Linked DNA regions of Mus musculus: region 1 is linked to region 2. A link is a contact called in public promoter capture Hi-C data. All regions are on one chromosome and are shown on one strand. Each heading gives the region's core, a stretch centred on a gene start, on an enhancer-like site or on the middle of the called end of the contact. The rest is flanking DNA. Distances are from core to core; before and after follow the strand shown. Region 1 holds the start of Gramd2 (GRAM domain containing 2). Region 2 holds the start of Man2c1 (mannosidase, alpha, class 2C, member 1).

Region 1 (3,116 bases), core at 62-2,561, 2.5 Mb before region 2:
CCACAGGGCGAGCGATACCCTCTACCCATCTCTTCTGGCAAGACTCTTGTCTTCCAGCTTTAGGAGTGGAAGGACACCTTTGCACAACCAGATACGTACGTTGAAGGAGGCAAACCCAGAGACAAAGGCTGATCACAGCTAGCCCACCCCCTCAAGCCCGTAGAGGACTGAGTGCTAACTCATCACCCTATGTACCAAGGTTGATGTGGGAACAAGATCACATTTGCCCCACCTCAATCCATCCTGGCTGGCCAGGGATGTCCAATCCTGCAGGTTTGGGGCTGGGTGGGAGCAAGAATTTACAGTTTCATCAACGGGCCGCATCTTCCCCCTAAATAATCTCATCTGCACCACTTCAAAAGTTAAATTCCCTAACTCCCCAGGGCTGGACCTGAAATCATTATGTAGTCCAAGATGACCCTGAATCTCAGCTCATGTAAGCTTCCCAGGAGCTAGCAAGCATGAACCATCTTGCATACGGTGCTGGAATTGTAGATGTGCATCACCAATGTGTTTTATGCAGTGCTAAGGACCAAATCCAAGGCCTTATATATGCTAGGTAAACACTACCTACCCTCCCAGCTCACAGTTACCATTCTTGATGTCATCTGCCATGCCGCCTCCTGTCTTCTCTCCCCCCACTTATTCTCCACTACCTGCAAGAACTTTCCTTTCCTCCCAAGCCGACTTTGAACCAGCTCTCTGGGCTTGGAGACCAGCCCCAGCCCGCCCGGGCCTGGCGCACGGGGTGCGGCCGAGTCGTGCTGGGACAGCTCCACGTTGCCTCAGAAGCAGCCGAGTGTGCTCCTAAGAGTAGATCCCGCTGGGAGTGGAGAGGAGAGGAGAGGAGCTGATTTTGCAGAGGCCCACAGGGAAGCGCCAGGCTGTGTGTGGAGACAACCGGGACTGGGGGGTCGTTATGGCGAGAAATGAATGAAACACAAATGAATGGACCGCGAGGGTGGCCGACACGAGGTGATTTCCAGAAGGGAGCGTGCCTTCCGCTCGCCTGAAGCCACCAAGACACATCGGATACATCGCACCAGACTCGCACACCTCACAGCCGGGCGGAGGCGCAGGGTCCAAGCCTAAATTTCTGCGGTTGGAAGTGCCCAGCCGGGAGGCAGAAGGCGCCTAGGCGCGGCATTCCCAGAGTCGCCCTGCCCTTCGTCGCAGCCTCCTGGACCTGGAGCCCCGGGACGCCTCCCTTACCTGCCCGCCTCGACAGGCTCGCTACGGCTCAGGGCGGTCATCGCAGCGCCTTCTCCGGGAGCCCGAGGCCGTGCGCCAGACCCAGTGCCCTCCGGGGACCGCCCACCCCGGGAAAGGCCCGCCCCCACACGCCTATTGGCCGCTCGCGCAGAATGAGCCTGGCTCAATTGGTGGAGCCTTCCCCGCTCCCAGACCGCCCTGATGGGTCCCAGCTGCAGGTAGGTCTTCAAAATTGTGAGGTCGAGGAAACCAGGGCCTGGGTCCTCAATTATGGGACTTCATATCAAAATGTTCCCTCAGGGCTCTTCATTCTACTCCGCCTTCCAACCTCCTTACCTAACCTGAGCTCTTGGTGCTGCAACATCTCAATTTCAGAGGCCTTAGCCTCTGACTAGGTGGCTGTTGGGAGTTGCCAGGGACAAGGGTCCCACCTTGTTTCTATGTACCTTATTCCTGAGGGCAACAGGAAAACAAGAGACCCTTTGTGCTTAACTGTTATGGAGGCTGAGGGTTTTGTGAAGTATCCAATCAGGGACTCATCCTACAGCGCCCTCAACAGGCCTCTACCACAGGGATCAGCCCACTATTCGACCATTCTAGGTGCTAGCTGAACCTGTCCCAGACTTTTCTAGTATTTGCCCTGAAATAGAACGGATCAGCTTCCCGATACACAGCCGCACTTTGGTGCAGGAGGCAACTTATATACTCCCAAAGTATTCAGTCTCCGGCGTCTCCAGTGGTCCCGTGCTTGAAGGTTATCTGGTGGATCCATAGCACCCAAGGCCAGGCCTCCTGGCTGTTGTCATTCTCAATTGCTCAAAGGGCAGGGCTCGACCACCACTACCAACCCCCGGAAAAAAACAAAACAAAACACAACACAGGTGCTTCAGCTGCTGTTTATTGACATTCAGGTGGGCACTATAGCAACAGGCCTGGAGACTCTGCAGAATACAAGGTGGAGAGTGGAGTGTCTGCAGTGACAGAAGTGGAGTGCACAAGAAGTGGGGAGGCCAAAGCTGTTGGGAAAGCAGGTCAGGGCCAGGGCCAGAAGTCGTCATCTACACTGGGACCCTGGGCCCCACACCCTCAGCCCCTACTCTTTTGCTGTCTCCTGACTCCAGGCTAGGGCTGGGAATTCTGACAACTTTCTACAGAAGCAAAGCCCAGAGATGCTGCCGCCCTTCTGTGATAAAGTCAGGGTTTCCAGTCCTGCATTCCTCCTCCACCCCTGGCTCAGGTAGGGCCCTGAATAATAGCTGGTCTCTATTGCATGTTTTAGAGGCATTAATTTTCCCTGGTGTCCCAGCCCACCAGCGCCACACTATGGCCCAGAGTGAGCACTACAAGCGTTGCTGGCCTAATGGAAAGGATAGGGGAGGGGAAGGGACAGGGGCTAGAAGAGGGGCTCCAGAGGGCCATCAAGGTACAGGCACTACACGCATGGTGTTGGTGAATCCAGAGCCAGGGCGCCACCCGGTCAGCACAATGACCACATCTCCCTTCTTGAAGAAGCCTCGGGCCTTGCCTGGGGGGAAAAGGAGGTTGGTGAGTAGAGGTATACACTTGAGGAAAACTGCAAAGCCCCACAGTCCTAATTGATCACACAAAGTGGCACTTTTCCCAACCCAGACACAAATCCAACAAGGCAGGTGCAGATAACTGCCCTAATAATCCTCGTCTGGGTAGGGGAGCAGGTTGACAGTTACTTCTTCTCACCACAAGATGGTGCAAGCCTCCTAGCCTAAACAAGGGCTGAGGCTGAACTCAGAATGCAGAGACCTTTGGACACCATTCAGTTTATACTCTAGAGAGTCAGGGTCAGCTGCCTCCTTGTCTCTATATAGGAATAAGGCCACAAAAGCTTGTGTTCCCCACCCTCTAACCCCACCCTGCTCAGGACAGTA
Region 2 (3,256 bases), core at 534-3,033:
AAGACCCTTTCTCGAATTAAACGGGAGGTGGGAGATGGATTAGCTCAGTGGTGAGAACATTTGTCTAGAATTTGTGGTGGTTCTGGGTTATATTAATTAAAAAAGAAGCCCAAGGAGTTTGAGATAGATTGGTTCATCCTCAGTGTTCAGTTAGGTGGGTGCCATCGAAGAGAAGAAAGTTGGATAGGGCTCTGACTTCTTTTTTTTGTTTTGTTTTGTTTGTTTGTTTTTTTTTTGTTGTTTTTTTGTTTTTTCGAGACAGGGTTTCTCTGTATAGCCCTGGTTGTCCTGGTGCTCACTTTGTAGACCAGGCTGGCCTCGAACTCAGAAATCCACCTGCCTCTGCCTCCCGAGTGCTGGGATTAAAGGCGTGCAGCACCACGCCCGGCTAGGGCTCTGACTTCTTTTAGGACCCAGTTACTGGACTTTGAAACGGAAGCTGCATGGACCAACAAAGAAATGTCTTAGTTTTTTAAAATCTATAATGGATATAAAGTGTCATCACATAGCATTACAAAGATTAAACCTGGTATGACATTTAACATTTAACATCTGGGGAATGTGAAGTGCAGTTAAAAGAAATTCATTATTCATGGGAAGATAACTTAATACCTTACTTTATATCATTTTAGAATGATTTGAAGTTTCCCCCAATACATATGTACTATACACAATAAAACTAGCTTATGAAAACTGGGGATTTATAACACTGGTGTCCAAATTCTGGTGGCTTACAACCATCTGTAATGGGATCTGATAACCTCTTCGGGTGTGTCTAAACACTGGCAATTTCCTCAGTTCCGAAATCATGAAATTACTCTGGAGACCCATTCATTCAGCTGTGGCTTCTCCAAAAACCAGGCTAATCTGTGGCAGTATCTGGCTCTAAGAGAGGACACCTCACCTGGACAGGTTCCCCATCACGCCAGACAAGGCTTTCTCCATCGCTTTCCCAGCAAAGATGAACTTCCTGGCCCACCCAAACTTCAGGGATGACCAGTTCTACCCGAAACCAGCAGGTCCACCATCTGTAAGAGAGCCATTTTGATGGGCCTAGGAGTGGAAACCCTCGGCTTTAAGATGTTCTCCATGCATGTGCAGCATCAGAGAAATGGTCAAAGAATAAAGGGAAAGGGGGAGAGGCAGCAGGGATGAAAATACTCAAGTGAAGACGCCGAAGGATAAAGGAGCTTCTCTCAGCAGAGGGCGCCACTCTGCTATCTAGCAGACTAGGGTTTGGTCGTGGGGCGGAGCTTCGCCAAACTGGGCGTTACCCACGTGGGTCCGAAGCTGTCGCCGACCTGCGCAGGGCTGAAGTTCTGCTGCACCGCCTTCTCATAGGGAAGCCTCTCGGGCGTCAGGAAGCTGGAGAGTGTCACCGAGCAGCTGTCCCCGAAGAGCCTGGGCAGGAGCAGCTGATGGGCGCATGCTCGAAGCCGCCCCTGTCCCACCCGTGAGCCAGCGGATGGCTGGGGAAACGCTCTCCCTTGGCTAAGGCCGTGAGGACTGCCTGGCAGCTCAGCAGCACAGACCAACCTCTACCGTTCGCTCCCCAGCCCCTGGCCTGGCAGTGGCGGGAACTTTGTTCCGCGGCCCGGTTGGCCACGGCCTGGGTTTCCCTCCGGAAGGGAAGGGGAGAGCGCGCGGGTGTGGTAGGCCAAGGACCACACCTGCCGCGAAGGTTACAGTCGGTGAAGTAGATCGGGGACACGAACTTCTCCACCCGCTCGAAAGTGGTGCGCCAGTGCTTCAAGAACGGCGCTGCCGCCATGGCGATGCGCCTTCCCTCCCCGGAAGATCCTTGGTGCTGCCGGCTCGTTGCACCGCTTGGAACCAAAGGTTCCGGCATCCAACCAGCTTACAGACCCGAGCAGCTTTTCTGGGAACACCACGGCTTTTGCAAGAGGCTGGCTCTGGGGAGCCTCCCAGTGAAACCCGGAAGCTGAGCCTTCGCGGTTCTCACCTCAGCCTTGCTGTCAGACAGCTGGGTAAATTATTTTAAAATACAATGGTAAGTTTGAGCTGGTGGTGTGGTTCGGTAGGGAGAGTGCTTGCCTAGGATGCACAAAGTTCACAGACCAGGAAGTGTAAATTGGAGTAATCTGCGACAATGTAGCGCCTTTGAGTACAGCCTGAGCTACTTGGTATTCTGAAGGAAGGGCTAGGGAGGGAACCCCTGGAAGGGCATGGGAAAGGTTTAGTTTTCCATTCTCTTCACTTACTCAAGCATTGGTAACTGCATAATATGAAAAGCGCAAGGCTACTTCGGGTGTTTTCAGAAATACAGAAAAGGGGCTTTGCACACCAGTAATCCTCCATTACATTACATGCATCACCGTTGCCCATTACCCCAATGTCCAGAATTTTGATCTAACGCAGGTCAACAAGTGCAAGGAAGTTTGAATGCTAACCTCCAGCTTTAACGTTTGCAGGAGTCTGGAAGAAAATAATACAGGAGGAATCTAACTAGCCTGCTTTAATGGAAATAACCAGGTTTACATTCCAAATGCAGGTTACCCAGAAAAATGATCAAGTAAGAAATATACAATGCCAATTAAAATAACTTGTCAAAACTTGAGCAAAGTCCCTTGTTTTATTGGTCACAAGGACTTTTTCTCCTAAAAGGGCCCTGAAATCTTACCCTGACCTGCAGGGAGGTGCAGTACATAGTACATAGGTAGCAACTGCCAAGGCTGCTGCTGGTCAGACCCATGCTCCCCATCCTTCTAGGCCAGCAGTCTTAAGGAAATAGAGGGGGAGAGGTGAACCATAGCTGAGGAAGCCAGACCCTTTCTTCCTGGCATGCTGCCTCAGCCACTGCCCTACATTTTCCCATTAGGCTTGATTACTTCCAAGTTTCCTTGTCCTCCTATGAGAAAAACACCCTAAAAGCAGGATATGGTGACACACACCTGTATTCCCAGAATTCAGGAGTCCAAGGCAAAATTCATGAGTTTTTTTTTTTTTTTTTTTTCAAGACATGGTTTCTCTGTATAAGCCCTGGCTGTCCTGGAACTCACTTTGTAGACCAGACTGGCCTTGAACTCTGAAATCCCCCTGCCTCTGCCTCCCAAGTGCTGGGATTAAAGGACTGTGCCACCTTTTGAAAACCTAGAAGTCAAATTATTTTTCTTTATGGTGGTGTTGGGGATTTTAAAAACATTGTTACAATTTATTTGGTTGGGGGTGGGATATGTGGGGCCTGGGGCTCAAAACTCAGGTCTTTAGGCTTAGTGGCAAGAACCATACCCAGCTG

The links. Promoter capture Hi-C pulls out the DNA fragments that hold promoters and counts their contacts.
Region 1: a contact with region 2 is called in a promoter capture Hi-C map of neutrophils, with 4 times the contacts expected there. The contact joins the promoter of Gramd2 here to the promoter of Man2c1 in region 2. A contact is called at or near these places in 2 of 39 promoter capture datasets (hippocampal neurons and neutrophils).

What each region holds. Positions count from the first base shown.
Region 1 is chr9:59,678,349-59,681,464 of GRCm38.p6, reverse strand. Gramd2 (GRAM domain containing 2) reads right to left here and starts at 1,311. Exons shown (of 12, transcript NM_001379375.1): 1 at 1,213-1,311. The coding sequence starts at 1,253. Pkm (pyruvate kinase, muscle) reads right to left here. Exons shown (of 11, transcript NM_011099.4): 11 at 2,093-2,737. The coding sequence ends at 2,631.
Region 2 is chr9:57,129,304-57,132,559 of GRCm38.p6, reverse strand. Man2c1 (mannosidase, alpha, class 2C, member 1) reads right to left here and starts at 1,783. Exons shown (of 26, transcript NM_028636.2): 1 at 1,671-1,783; 2 at 1,279-1,401; 3 at 905-1,028. The coding sequence starts at 1,771. Man2c1os (mannosidase, alpha, class 2C, member 1, opposite strand) reads left to right here and starts at 1,270. Exons shown (of 2, transcript NR_102289.1): 1 at 1,270-2,011; 2 at 2,433-2,578.